Linked DNA regions of Mus musculus: all the other regions are linked to region 4. Evidence: chromatin contacts called from public ChIA-PET and promoter capture Hi-C data. All regions are on one chromosome and are shown on one strand. Each heading gives the region's core, a stretch centred on a gene start, on an enhancer-like site or on the middle of the called end of the contact. The rest is flanking DNA. Distances are from core to core; before and after follow the strand shown. Region 1 holds the start of Gzma (granzyme A). Region 2 holds the start of 1700084D21Rik (RIKEN cDNA 1700084D21 gene). Region 3 holds the start of Gzmk (granzyme K). Region 4 holds the start of Dhx29 (DEAH (Asp-Glu-Ala-His) box polypeptide 29).

The links. Promoter capture Hi-C pulls out the DNA fragments that hold promoters and counts their contacts. ChIA-PET counts read pairs in DNA pulled down with a chosen protein or histone mark.
Region 1: an RNA polymerase II ChIA-PET map of effector CD8 T cells shows a contact between it and region 4, with 24 read pairs. The contact joins the promoter of Gzma here to the promoter of Dhx29 in region 4. A contact is called at or near these places in 3 of 115 datasets of contacts at active chromatin or transcription factors (the SCID.adh cell line, effector CD8 T cells and memory CD8 T cells) and 1 of 9 other capture datasets (adipose tissue).
Region 2: a contact with region 4 is called in a promoter capture Hi-C map of hippocampal neurons, with 5 times the contacts expected there. The contact joins the promoter of 1700084D21Rik here to the promoter of Dhx29 in region 4. A contact is called at or near these places in 4 of 39 promoter capture datasets (the 3T3-L1 cell line, hippocampal neurons and stem cell-derived epiblast-like cells), 1 of 484 Hi-C or Micro-C datasets (cortical neurons), 3 of 115 datasets of contacts at active chromatin or transcription factors (the SCID.adh cell line, effector CD8 T cells and memory CD8 T cells) and 2 of 9 other capture datasets (adipose tissue and liver).
Region 3: a contact with region 4 is called in an RNA polymerase II ChIA-PET map of effector CD8 T cells, with 20 read pairs. The contact joins the promoter of Gzmk here to the promoter of Dhx29 in region 4. A contact is called at or near these places in 3 of 115 datasets of contacts at active chromatin or transcription factors (CD8 T cells, effector CD8 T cells and memory CD8 T cells) and 1 of 9 other capture datasets (adipose tissue).

What each region holds. Positions count from the first base shown.
Region 1 is chr13:113,098,675-113,102,263 of GRCm38.p6, reverse strand. Gzma (granzyme A) reads left to right here and starts at 1,283. Exons shown (of 5, transcript NM_010370.3): 1 at 1,283-1,382. The coding sequence starts at 1,313. It also overlaps a transcript of Cdc20b not described here.
Region 2 is chr13:113,134,163-113,137,594 of GRCm38.p6, reverse strand. 1700084D21Rik (RIKEN cDNA 1700084D21 gene) reads right to left here and starts at 1,519. Exons shown (of 3, transcript NR_131045.1): 1 at 1,326-1,519; 2 at 843-948.
Region 3 is chr13:113,178,642-113,182,275 of GRCm38.p6, reverse strand. Gzmk (granzyme K) reads left to right here and starts at 1,311. Exons shown (of 5, transcript NM_008196.2): 1 at 1,311-1,439; 2 at 1,694-1,841. The coding sequence starts at 1,379.
Region 4 is chr13:112,926,177-112,930,120 of GRCm38.p6, reverse strand. It overlaps Dhx29 (DEAH (Asp-Glu-Ala-His) box polypeptide 29), which reads right to left and starts at 2,441. Exons shown (of 27, transcript NM_172594.3): 1 at 2,148-2,441; 2 at 421-494. The coding sequence starts at 2,328. Mtrex (Mtr4 exosome RNA helicase) reads left to right here and starts at 2,741. Exons shown (of 27, transcript NM_028151.2): 1 at 2,741-2,891. The coding sequence starts at 2,764.

The DNA.
Region 1 (3,589 bases), core at 34-2,533, 170 kb before region 4:
TTTTCATTCGGTGCAAGTGTGAATTTGTAAAAGGAAAAAAAAAAACTGACAAGAAAATTACTCATGAAAACCTGAAGCATGCTATCTCACGATCTCCTGCTATCTCACTGATGTTCCCGACAATGATGAAATGATAATGACCAAATGATAACGTGGGACCAAGAACCACAGGTGTCTCAGCAGGGGGCCCTTCTAAGGTCACGTGGTTTCTGAAGAAGTACTCAGTTGGCCTGAAGCCACAAGGTGTTAACGGTGGGGACGAGGGGCTTAACCAGACATCCTCGTGGGACAAACATAGAGCCGGCCCTGTGCCTCACGACAGAGACCACTTCCTCTACTCAGATAGAAAGCTCAAGACTTTCTACTAGAAACCAAGTCAGCACTGTCCTCCAGAGACGGACCATGGAGGATGTCTGTTTCAAGAAAGCAACTGTCCCTAATGCTGGGACAAATTAACCTATCCTTGATTACACGTACTTTATTATTACGGCACGAACTACTGTCCATAAATGTCCCTCTAGACCTCTGCTTGTATTCGTCTTATCTATTCTTATAACCCAAGAAAATAGGTAAAAAGAAATGTGCTTTGGGACCAATTTTAGGACTTTTTTTTTTAATTCCAAGTGTGTGTGTGTGAGAGAGAGAGAGAGAGAGAGAGAGAGTGTGTGTGTGTATACATGTGTATGCATATGCACGAAGAGACCAGAGATTGACCCTGGCATCTTCCTCAAGCAGTTCCCACTATCTTTTGAGACAGGGTCTCTCACTAAACCTGGAGGTTGCCAGTGCAGTTAGATCTTCCTATCTCTGCAGTTCTGGGATCACAGCCACACGCTATTGCACCCAGATTGTTTTGTGGGTTCTGGGGATTTGAACTCAGGTCCTTGTGTTTGTGTGGCAAGTACTTGAACAGATGATCTACCTCCTTAGCATCTAAAACTCTGATTTCTGGCTTTTCAAAGAGCTCCTACTAAGGGACCCTGAAGAAAATATGGCCATTGATAAAAACACCCCAACTGAGTCATTTCTAGTCCCTGCTTATGAACTACATTCTAATGGCAACACGATTCTCTTCCCTCTCAGCTTTCCCTAGGAGGCTACAAACCTCCATCTCCACCGGGCAGCACAAACTACAACAGCACTACTGCAGGTGAGGAGGGACAACGCCTACTCTCCCTATTTTAGTTTCATTTTCCAGCTCTACACCTGGACATTTGAAAGAGAAGAACAAAACCACATCCTTTGCACTCTCATATATAAGTAGAAAGAAACAAACACAGAGATCCCTGCTGATTGGGGTGGGAGAGCCACGATGAGGAACGCCTCTGGTCCCCGGGGGCCATCTCTTGCTACTCTCCTTTTTCTTCTGCTTATTCCTGAAGGTAAGACAGACTCATGTAATTTTCATCAAAACCATCATAGAATAGATTTGTGGGGTGCTTTCACCATGATGTCTTAAGTATAACTGAGAATACTCAAAGCCTGGGAACACTTAGCATTCATTTTTGAATTTCAGTAGTTTTAGAGGAAAAAATATGTATTCATAGTTTCTTTCCAAAAATTAGCAGAACCACCAATGGAGATTGCTGCCGATTTATAGCTTGAATATTGCCTTAAAAGGGAACTTGAGATGAGCAAAGAAATGAATGAAATACTCTTGAGTTGGGAGATCAACCTGTCTTCCAAGAGAGGTAATAGTGGTAAATGAGGCATCTCAGCCTTTCTTTCTTTGACTACTGTGCAGACAGCTTTGGAGAGGGTCACACCTAACCAAGCTGGACAGCAGAAGCTAATGAGGACTGTGGGGAGTTTCTCACTATTTCTCTTGGTTAGTGTTTTCCTGGCAAGTCTTCCTGACTCTGGGGAAGATCTCTCACACGGACTGCTTGGGAGAGCTGTAGTATTTTCTCTTCAGCTGTTCCTGCTATGTAGTGAATAGGAACCAATATTCCTGTCTGAGGGAAAGGACCATGCACTGGTGGGAATGCCATCATTGTTCTTGCCCTGACCCGGGAAGAACAACAGCTTCTGTGAGGTTCTCCATGTCCCTTGAAGAACCTGGTAGGAAGATTGGCGGGGGGTAAAAATGGCAGGCAAATATGGAAACCGCCAGGATTTACCCCAGGACAAATAAGCTTTTAGAAGTAGGAGATGCAGAGAGGAATCTAAAAGAAGTCCTAGGATTTAGCGTGTGACTAACAATGAAAGGGAATTTTAAAACAAGGTTGAAAGATGTTTGAGACCAAAAGTGGACACATGACCAGCATGGCAGTGCTATGAGATTAGAGCAGATTTTCTTTCCTCTTTATTCCTTTATAATTGAATTTTGGTTTTCTGAGGTTTTTTTTTTAATCCAATTATTTATTTTCTTCAAAGTAAACAGTAAGGACAACTTTTCCTTTTACACTTTGTTTTCCGTGTTCAGAGCAGCTGTGTGGACCCAGAAGGGAGGGAGCAAGAACGCAGTACGTCATATGCTGGACTAGTCAGAGCAGTCTGGCAGGCTTTTGAAACAATGTCTGAACACCCCAGCTCCTGCCTCACAAATTCTACTAATATGACTCTGAATGGGGTGAGCATTGCTGGTCTTTAAAGCTTTCCACCTGCTCTAATCCTTATGACGACCTTTTTAAGACTGGCTGGTGGCAACCTGGCCCTACTGCTCAGGCCAGCATGTGTGCTCAGAGCCAGAGCCCTACAGAAGAGAATCTCCTTGAATTCATCATGATGTCCACAGATAGTCCTTTGCAGTCCAGCTTTGTGAGAGTCACCCCAGGAAAACTAGGGATGTGGATAAATTCCCTTTGATTCTGTTCCATTCTATTTCTGAAGCCTAAAATTCTGCCTTCGTCCCAATTCCCTTATGGAAAGTGAACCCTGCCTTCTCTCTTCCTGCCTCTCACTCTCCTCAACCTGATGAGAAGTTCCAGGTCTACAACTGACACTTTGGGCCAGTAGTTGGACTTCGTTATGGAATAAGAAGTGTTGATCTCTACTCAAGCAAACATAACACTCAGCCAAAACGGGCAGAAGGGTTTCAGGAGAATCCAGGAATATTTTGCATAGAAGTTGAAATCCAGAAGCTCTGTCACAGGACACAAGGTCATTTCCCATCAACCATGCCTGCGTTGTGCCTCTCTGTCTCCCCATTCTCTCACAGTAGATCTATTAGCCTGGCCCATTTCATGCAAGTTCTGCTAAGGCTGATTATCTACTCATAGTTCCTCTGCTCCTTATAGTTCATTTGGAAAGGGTTTTAACTAAACCATGTTAGGTCTGGGGATTGAATGAGAACCTGAGGTGCAACCTGTGTTATTCTCCTGACTTGTGGATGAGAGTGCTGCTCTTGATACCTGAAATCTCACAGTGACCACAGTCTTCCTGAAGGGTCACAGGTAAAAGGTGCAAACATCAACTTGTATACTGTGATTTTGAACGGCCTCTGAGTGAAAGTGGGAAAGCAGCAGGCTTCTAAAAACCCACTCCTTGCCCTGCTTCAATTCACACTCATCCAGAGGGGAGTAGGGACACCAGGGCTTGCATAATCACCAGCAGCTCCTCTATAGCAACCACTGCTGGTGCTGACCAC
Region 2 (3,432 bases), core at 270-2,769, 210 kb before region 4:
GATAGCATTGAAAATGTAAACGAGGAAAATACCTAATAAAAAAATAAATAAAAAAAGAAAGAAAGAAAAGTAATTACATGCAATCTATAAAAATTATTATAAAGTGATCAGATGTGCAAAGCAAAAACAGTAATCCAAATCATCTGCCCTTGGGGGCCCCCAAGTAATTAATCTTATCACCTGTAATATGGGTGTGTGGTTTTCAGCTTCAGACATTTGCTGTAGCTAGATTCAATGTATCAAGCTGAAACATCTATGTAGCTTTGACTTCCTGCCCAACAGCTGGGCTTTCAAATGTCTCAGTATAGGACCACAAAGCTACAACTATATTTCAGTATAAATACTCTAAAAAGCCAAATATGCCCAACTATTTCTTTAAGCTCGTTTAGGGAAAAAAATCAGCCATCACAGCTACCTCTTAAAAAGTCTAAATAACAGAATAGACATTTAAAATTAGTAAACTGGATTTCAATTTTTTTCATGTAACTCATTATGATTATTATGGATATGGCCACAATGAATAATATTTCTGGATATAAGTGACAAAACTACATTTTAAGATTGCTTCTGGCAGAAGTTCAATTGAAATATAGACAGCATATCAAAACCGTTGTGGACTATATGTTTTAATAATACAGAATCCATATATATCCATCATCTAGGCCATACCGTCATTTAGTTATCAAATTTTACCAACTCAGGGACTTTTGACAGATAAAAATGCCATATCTTATAAGCTAAATATTATGTTTAGGTGCATAAAAAAATAAAACAAACACATAATTATTTGGGGGTAGAGAAAACACTAAGCTACATGTTTGAGAAATGAAATATTCAGCTACCTTATGGGACTACAGAGGTGTGTCATCTTAGGCTCCAGTTCCTGGTCTCTGGGCACTGAGGAAGGCATGGAAGGAGGGACTTCAGAGTTCTTCTCCTCTATAATCACTGAAAAGCAGGATTCAGTCACCCTAGACTCTACTTATTTGGCGACTCAGACTACACCCACATCAGTCACAATAAAGGAGAAGCCAGTTTTGCATCTGGCAAAGATTGTGATTTGGAAATGATTCCAGGCAGGGTTGGCGTACAGGATGGGTACCACTTGCAAGCTAGGGGAAATACCCACGCTCTCCCTAGACCAAATAGGTAATAGCCATGACCATTCCTCTATTATAAGCCTTGCCACGGCACTATTTGGTTCACATCATCTATTCCACAGCACCTGGGCTGTCTTCTCTGACCTATTTGTGTTTGATTTGTGTTTGGGGTTTTAGTCAGTCCTCATCCCTTCTTGTACTTCAGTGGAGGCAATTTCTCCTAACCTGTTTCCAATTCCTCTATCTCCTGAGCTGAGTGGATTCTCTTCCTTGCAGTTTCCATCAATCCATGGCCTTTTCCATCAGGGCCTGAAGGCTGCTAGCAGAATATTCACTTCCAGGAAGCTAGGATGAGGGTCTTAAGCCCACACCCATCGTAACACACCTACTCCAACAAGGCCACACCTTCTAGTAGTGCCACTCCCTGGGCCGAGCATATATAGACCATCACAATGTGCCTCTGTGGCCTTGACATCAGCCATTTTGTGTAATGATGGAATGAAACCCTGGTTAGAGTGGACTTAGGGGACAGCCAAGGTAGATGGACTGGAGTCAGAGAGGGAAATATTATGAAGGTAAAAAGCTAACATGAAGAAGATGGGTTCAAGGAATTGAGAGGGCAGGGCACTGCACAGGTACTGAGCCACCTAGAAAGAAGGCAGAAATTGTAGTAGAGAAGGAAGACTAACCTAGGGTCTAAAGTTTTCTAGTAATGAGAAAATTCCTTGGAAACACTCAAGAGAATGGAAACACATGGCTCAGCCATTTTCTCCTGAGTACACACTCAAAGGAATGCAAGCAAAGACCTGTGAAGCAATGATAGTAGCCAGGAATTGAGAACAGCCCGACACCTTCAGCAGGTGAATGGGTAAACGGTGGTGCATTATTCAACAATTAGAATACATTCTGATGCAGGCTGCAACAAGAATGGACCTTAAAAATACTATACCAACAGAACAAAGCAGTCAAAAGGATGAGTGGTATTTGATTCGACTCCTTTGAAACATTTAAACAGGCAAACCCATTGACACAGAATAAAGGTCACCAGATGCTGAGCGGAAGGGAGAATAGAAGGGCATTTCTTGCCTTACAGTTCTAGAGTTTCTGATAGGAAGTGATGAGAAAGATTTAGAAAGGTAGCAGTGAGAATTTGAGATGTTATGCCTCTATTTGATACTATTGAAGTCATTAGTAACATGGTTTAAAAGGGCATTTTTATAATCTATCTAGTATTTAAATTAATAATGCAATATACCTAAAATCATCTAATTACACTGTTACATAGATGACATGTATAGCTTATGACCTAAATCTTAATGCAGTGACTACACGAAGCTAGAAATGAGTGACTGTCCCAGAGACAGAGCAGAAGCAGCAGCAAGCGGGTGGTTTAGGTGGTGACATGAAAGGATGTGCTACTGTGTTGTGTGCTGAGAGGCTGGGGAGAGCACTCTGTTACCTAGAAAAACCCACCACACGGTACATTTTGGCCTAGACCACATCTAACTGACCAAACTCTAACCAAATGAATTTGGTGAGAACCCCATCAAAGTCTGTTCTCATGTCAAAGTTCAATCTAAGCCCACAGTTCAGAAAGTCAGTGAATTGCGTGGACCCTTTTTCCACCACCACTTTGTGGGGAAAGCCTGTTCCCACACCATCCTTTACTGACAGAAAAGAACAGTGATGACCTAAACTCTGGCAGAAACACAGGAGCCCATGGCCTTCCACATTCTCCGCTCAGCCCACTCCATCCTGACGACGTGCATCAGATCTTCCATGTCTACTTGGTGGGAACCCATCATCAATAACCAAACTGATTCTAATGCCTCTAATCTATTCCTTTCCTCTCTGTAGTCAGGTATTCTGACCTACACAAAAGTTCCCAACTGATCATGTCTGCAGCTGGGAAGTGTGCAGCCTCTCTTCTAATGTGAGTTTCTACCATCCATTCTAACACATATCCATCCTTCACTCTAGGTTAGAATTGGGTATTCCTACGAAGTGCTGCTCTCTGACCATGTCTAATCTCCCACATTGCCACTGCAGTAGACTGCTGCCCCTTATACTTGAATTATAACAGACACTGGAGGTGTCACTGCCTCTGGTTGGTGCCACAAGAAGTCCCTCTTTACCAAATACAGATCAGTTGCCTGTTGAAAACCCTTAACTGGCTGATAATGATGATTACCGTTATGATCTATGCATTGAGTGCCATAAAGTCACACCATAAGACAGATCTGATGTGGGACGTCTATTGGGAAGGGGGTATACAGAGGCTACCTCTGTGTGAAGGTTGAGGGAAGAAGGTGGGGAGAGGAAGGACTGGCCT
Region 3 (3,634 bases), core at 62-2,561, 250 kb before region 4:
GGCAAACCAGGAGATTTGATCCAGTTCCAATGCTGTGGCTTTGGGCAAACGAACCACTCTCAGTTTATCTTAGTTTATTGCATACTTGCTGTGCTGCCTTCTTCACAGATAGAGACATGAAGATACAAATGATCAGGGAACGGGAATTTTGAAAATCGCTTAATGCATTCAACTTACATAACAGTTAAATTATGCTATATAATGAATAATATTAACTTTCATTCTTATTTTCTTATCAAAGAACAGTTTTGTAAGATTCTTCTGACATCTACCAAGCATAACAGTTTTGGTTGTTTGTTTGTTGTTGTTGTTGTTGTTTTAAATAAAAGACAGATTTCGTAAATCTTAAAAAAATTAAAAGTTTTGTAAGTTTTGGTAAATGGGGCTCTTGTGGCTAATCTTATCTAAGTATGTTTGAGCCTACATTATAATGTATGTACTTGCATACATGGAGAGACTCCTGCAGAATCCTGAGTGTGATGGATAGAGGGTGTATGAGAAGGCCTGGCATTGTGTTGTCATGTGTCACTGGGAAGACTGATGACATACAGTCCTTTTAACAGACATTATTAAGGCCCTGGGTAAACATGTGGTCATTTTCAACTAAAATTGAGTCAAAGAGAGTTTGAGTAAAAAATATGTTGCCAGTATTCCTCTTTAATAACATTATTAAATCTCTAAAAAAAATGTAACTAAAATTTAACCAAATCTGGTCACATTTAAAGGAAATGGTAAGACAAGGAATGTGCATCCTATGAGACATGTGGGTTTCTCTGGATGACATTCAAGTGACATCTAAATCACACCGTAAAGCTTTCGAGGATCTGTGCGAGACTCTGTCCTTCTCCATCACAAATCCATCCATGCAAAGAGGCAAAGGGGAAGTAAACCCGATAGGCACCGTTTCATGCTGAGGGAACTGTTAGAGCATTGGTTCTTAGTGCTGCGACCTTTTAATAGAGGTCCTCATGTTATAGTGACTCCCAACCATAACATTATTCCATTGGTACTTCATTACTTCATTTGGCTATATAATGCAAATATCTAATATGCAGGATATCTGATATGAGACTCCCAAAGGTGTCGTGACCCACAGGTTGAGAGCCACTGCTTTAGAGCAAAGAACAGCTTTCAACTGTCTACACCTCTCTGGGGTCTTCTGGCCTGCGTATCTTTTATTCCTTCACCCGTTGTACCGGAACTTCCCCCAGACTAATAGAGGCTTTGAAACCTTGGGTGTGAAAAATCTAACGTCTGGGACGTGTGAGGTGAGAAACCTGCAAGAACAACAAGAACCAAAACCCATCTTCACAGTCTCCTTCATCAACCACGAAGCAAGCAGTTTGTCCGTGCTCCTTAACACCGAAGCCCTGTAATTATGAGGTTTTCTTCATGGGCTCTGGTTTCCCTGGTGGCTGGCGTTTATATGTCTTCAGAGTGTAAGTATCCCATACCCCTGGCTTATGTGTAATGATGTGAATCTTTAGTGATTGTGTTGTTATTCTGTAAACAGTGTTTCCCCTCTTACCTGTTTTGGTTTATACAACTGCTAGCCGGAAAAGGTACACTAAGTATTGAGCACCGTTGTTGTTTTATTAGTCTTAGAAAGGGATATAAGGGTAATGGTGCCTGCTATCAGAGGAACGAGATGTCACTGCTGGATCGTGTAAAATCTTTTGGCTTACTTTTGCAGGTTTCCATACTGAAATTATTGGAGGGAGGGAAGTCCAGCCGCATTCCAGGCCATTTATGGCGTCCATCCAGTACCGCAGCAAGCATATTTGTGGAGGAGTCCTGATCCACCCACAGTGGGTGCTAACAGCCGCCCACTGCTACTCTTGGTGAGTCCCCTGTGCTTTTCCATGCAGGTGGTTGTCTATGTCCAAGATGAAGAACACACACAGGGTAAAGTCTAGTCAATGAATTAAGTACAGTAAGATTAACCAAGGCGATAAGAGGACAATTAAATCAATCTACTCTCGTATGTCATTTAAATTGCATGTATCATTTATCTCTGGAATATTTCATGTAATGTTTGCTACAGCAGTGGACCGCAAGCAACTGAAATTGCTGAGAGGAAGCCTGTGGACAAGGGGAAGTTACTGTCTCTTCTTTGGTGGGCTTTTGAGAACTGGTGTTTCTATTTAGATATTTCAGCAGAATATTTAACACGTTCAGTAAGCAGAGATACATCACAGAGGACACTGTGAGTGTGTGCCCTGGTGCTGGATTTGCAGACTCCTTACTTCCTCAGCCTTACCCTTCACCCCAGAATTCCAAGGCTCACACTCTGGAAATCACAGCAGTAAGAAGCAGGCACTTCCTGAGGTTGGGGGAGCACAGTTAGAGAAGGTTTATAAAACGTGAAGCAGAACACGGTATTCGTCTTTAGGATATTGAAAGGAGGCTTTCCAGACTGTGGAGGACAACCTCCAAGTCTCTTTCAGCTTAAGATGAAGTATAAAATCTATCTCGGGTTGCTGCAAAGATACCCCTGATGTGATCTATCTCAGGTTGCTGATCTCGGGTTGCTGCCAGTAGACCCCTGATGTGGCGCTCACTTGAGTATTCTGACTTTGTTTCTTCTGTTTCCATATTTGCTTTTTAAAGCTTGGCTCCCAGTTCTTTTTTCCCTTACAACAGTATAGTGTTTCACTTAAGAACTTATTTTAGGGACTGGAGAGATGGCTCCGTGCTTAAGAGCACTTACCGCTCTTATAGAAAACCAGGGCTAGACTGAAATGGTGGTTCACAACCATCAGCTAACTCTAGTTACAGGTATCCAATGCCCTCTTCTGATCTCTGCATGTACCATGCATGCATGTGGCACACAAACATACATATAAGCAAAACACTCACACACAAAATAAAGTGAATAAAAGCAATAAAAAATAAGCAGGCATGATTTCATATGCTTTTAATCCCAGTACTCAGGAAGCAGAGGCAGGCAATCTGTGTAAGTTCAAGGCTTGCCTGGTCTGAATTCCAGACTAGCCAAGGATTGATAGGCATACATATAAATGCACACACACACACACACACACACACACACACACACACACACACATATGATTGTTATATACATCAAAACCAGCTAAACAAAACAACTGACTTGATTCACCCTGCTTTGGGTAGTGTATGGTGTATGGTTGTCCCATTTTAATGGAACCATGTTGGATGCTCAGCAGCCTGGAAACAGGGAAACGACAACCCCTCTGTTCCTACAGAGTGAGTTGCTGGATTCCACCATCACATCCTCACCCACCCTTGCACCTCCCCCCCACCCACCCAGACTTCTCTCCTGCTCTCTGCAGCACTAGAGAATTTCATTCAAAGCGAAGTTCGTGCCTCTCCAAATACCTGCTCACTCGCAGCTCCCCAGACACGGAGCTAAATGTAGAGACGCTCGACAAATGAGGTAGAAAGCAGAAGCGAAGGAGAGGATTTGGGTTGGGGGCTAAGTGTGAAACGTGGCATATGACGTATGAAGTCCCAGCAGGAAGGGGATAATATTGTTATTTTTTAAAAATTTGCCTAGAAGATTAAACTCAAGGAAAGCACATTTACAAATTGGAAGAGGGAAATAGCTTTAAAATAATAATAATAATATAATGGAAAGGGAAGGGAGAAAAGA
Region 4 (3,944 bases), core at 1,192-3,691:
GAAGCTTTATCCAGACTGTTTTCAACTTCTTAGAAGTTCTCAACATGCCTTTGACTTATATCTATTTAGTAGCTGGGGTATTATCTCTAAAAAAATTTAAATACCCTTTAATTTTCTTTTTACTCGAAAAGACATAACTTTAATTGAGATTTATTCACTTATTCATGTCTCTGTGTGTGTGTGTGTGTGTGTGTGTGTGTGTATGTCACATACATCTGGGTACTTGCAGAGACCAGCAGAAGGCAAGGGACCGACCACTGACACTAGAGTCACAGGCAGTTGTGAGCTGCTTCATGTAAGTGTTAAAAGACACCCGGGGTCCTCTGTGAGAGCAGCAACTGCTCTTAACCGCTGACAGCTTCTGTGTTTTGCTTGAATGAGAATATTTCCTGAAACGCAGCAAAAACTTTGCTTACTCACTTTCAAAATAGATTTGTCCAGATTTGCAGAGCCACCGGAATCATTTGCAGAATTAAAACTATAAATTTTTGGACCTGTATATAATAGACAACAAATGGGAAATTTAATGATTAGTATTCATTGTACCATCTTAATTTTTCTTAAAAGGTTGCTAAATAGTAAATCTCTGACTTTAATTTAATTCTTTCCCCTTAACTTTACCAAAGAATTTAAGATCTCAAAGTTAACATCTTAGGAAAGGGAAAGGAAAGGGAAAGTGAAGACAAACACTACAACAAATGACTGTCAGGAACTTGAAAGACTTCAGTGAGAAGTCAGTAGTAAAAGAAAAAGATCTTAGTCTGCAGCGAGACAGCTGTAGAATTCTCAGGGAGAAATGTGTCATATCTGAAACTACAAGTCTAATAATTTGCATTTATAGAGGATTACTTTCTAGGAGTAAGTGCGCCATGCCACTAGCTTATTTTCTCATAAATCCCCCACCACACATACACACACACACACACACACACACACACACACACAATGCTCCAAGCTTTTTTTTTTTTTTTTTTTTAATATGAGTACGCTGTAGCTGTCACTGTAGCTGTCTTCAGATACACCACAGAAGATGGCATCAGGTCTCATTACAGATGGTTGTGAGCCACCATGTGGTTGCTGGGAATTGAACTCAGGACCTCTGGAAGAGCAGTCAGCGCTCTTAACCACTGAGCCATCTCTCCAGCCCCCTCCAAGCTCTTTCTTAACTCAAGATCTTGGGAATGTTATTCCTACCATGCTTTACAGGATTAACTTCTAGACAGCTTCTAATTTCAGCTCAACTATCACTTTTCATGACTCCTCACCATTGGGGGGAAAAAAACCGAAACAAAACACCCTGCTAAACACTCATGGGCATGCTCTCTCTCTCTCTGAAGCTTAACAACTATAAAGCACGACTGTCTGTGTGATTAGTAAATTAGATTCCTAAGCTGCTCTGGAGCGAAGGTTTCCATTTTTTTCGGTCTTATTATCACCAGTCAGATGCTTGGTATTTATGTATCAATAAGCACATATGCTTGCAAGTTTTTTGTTATAGAAAAAAATTACTGCAAGCAAACAGATCAAACAGAACAAAACAACATATAATTTTGATGTTTTTGAAACTAGCTGAAAGAGTGGCCGTAACTAATCACCTTCAAGTTATCAAATCAATCTGCAGGGTAAGCAAAAAAATGCAAGGATTTGACAAGCATAGAATTTTACTGTAAGTCAATCCAGTGTCCAATGTGTAAAGTGTGGTTATTCTTAGGAAACACTGACTTTTCTGGAACATACAAGGATATTTATGTAGATAGATGCTGAAGAAGACATTAAGATCTGACAGAACATGGAGCTGCATCAAGCCAGAAGCACTTCCCTTAACAACTCTCTTAACTAGCGGAGCGGCTGTTCTGACAGCTCAGAGTGGATTCCTGCTGAACAACAGCAGATGCCATGACTCCGTTCTTAGAAGGAGAAAGAAAAAAAAAAAAGAGTGAGTTAGAAAGGCGAAGCCACGCTGTAACAGAGTTACTTTTGTAACTTTAATGGCCAAAGGCCCTTAGACCGATCTACAAGGCCACCCCACCCACTGCTCAGGTGTGGAAGATGTCTAAGTTTGGATCTCATCAGCTCACGTTGTGAGTCTTTGCTGGACAAGAAGCAGGGTCTGAGGGCAGAAGGCTGGGCACTGGGTCAGGGCTTACCTTGCTTCACTCGGGGCTCCCGGGCGCCGGTGGGGACGGCGGGCGCCGGCCTGGCCACCGGCTTCTTGCTCTGGGCTTCCCCAACAGCTCCGGCCTCTGCACTTCTGGCTCTGGAAGCAGACACGGCGGCCCGCATCGCCGCAGCTCCCGGCGCCTTGTGTTTCTTATTTTTGCCGCCCATGTTTCAGCTGCAGGAGAGTAGTCTTCCAGATCCAGATCCCCGCTGCGGCACAGCAGAAGCCCGAGAGCTCTTCACGTTTGCCGGCTCCCACGCCTCCACCCAGCCTCCTCCATCCGGGCTCCGCGGCTGGGGCTCCGGCTCAATTGGCCCGTGTCCTCAGACTCCGCCTCTCGGCTCCCGGGAGCGAGCGGCATGGCTGCTGTCGTGCGCCACTGGTCGCTAAGTTTTTAGTCATTGAACTGCCGGACTCGCAGTGGTTGGAAGAGAAAAGGGGCAGGACCCAGACTAGAAAGGAGAAAAGTCACGCGGGGCTCAAGGCTCGCTCACTTTTGACTCCTCCGGGCCACCGTCGAGTCCCCCCATTCGGCGTCACTGTAGGGTACGGTCGCGGGGCCTCTTGGGTAGGAGGGAGATTCGGTCTCAGAGTTCCGAAAGATGGCGGATGCTTTCGGGGATGAGCTTTTCAGCGTTTTCGAGGATGATTCGACCTCTGCAGCAGGAGCCAAGAAAGACAAAGAGAAAGAGAAATGGAAGGGGCCACCAGGGTCTGCAGACAAGGCCGGGTAAGGAAAACCTCTGAGCTCTTTTTCTTCTCGTTCTTCTTGTTTTTGATGCCGGTAAAGGAAACACGACTCAGACGAGGAGCACAGAAAGTGTTTGAATGGAGTCAAGAGGCTAAGGAGATTGAGGGGAAAAAAAAAAAAAACCGTTGGGGAGAGAGGAAAGGTTGATTTTGCGGGAGGGAGGGCGGTCTCGGTGTTCGTGCCTGTCCGGCCGCAGCGTGGCTTCCTTAGGCCATGCTTTGGCTGTAACCCCAGCTTAGCAGGCCAGGTACGGCTTTGCTTGCGAGGCGGGGCTTGTCACCCACAAAACCTCTCACATAGTCTTTAAGCAGCGAGGCACTAGATGAGCCAAGGGGGAAGACATGTAGGGGGTTCTTAAACCGCGAAGGCAAATCGCTACCGAAGGAAGAGATTTAATCTCCAAGTTGTAGTTTTCCCAAAATAAATTAATAATAATAATAATAATAATAATAATAATAATAATAATAATAAAGTCAGATTCAGGATATCGCTATGTAAGTTGGGCAGCCCTCGAACTCGAGATCCTCTTATTTCAGGTCCTTAGGGTTGGAATTCCCAGAGTGCCCCTATGACACTCGGTCAAACTAGTTTTCTCTTCCGTTAGCGTTTTACACTTGATGATTGATTCGGTCCGTTATTACATGAGTAGTTGCAAAGTACTGGTTTAAAAAAAAAAAAAAGCTATGTCTTTCTGCTTCTTACCTGGAATCCAGTCATAAATTAATTAATTTAAAAAATCATTGCTCTAGGGCTGAGGACATGGCCAGTGTAAAAGACAGCTTTCTGTTTGAGAATGAGGACCTAGTTTCAAATCTCTAGTACCCACATAAAAAGTGTGAGCACTGTAACCCCAGCACAGTGGGGCACAGAGACAAAAATTGTTGGGCCTGGCTGGTTGCTAACTTAGCCTCTTGGTTGTATAAGTGAGAAACGCTGTCTCAAGGGAGTAATGTAGGATGCTGGAAGTCCTCTGGCCTCCACTGTATGCTCAAGTGTAGGCGCCACACAAAGAAGACACAGAATTTCCCTTAT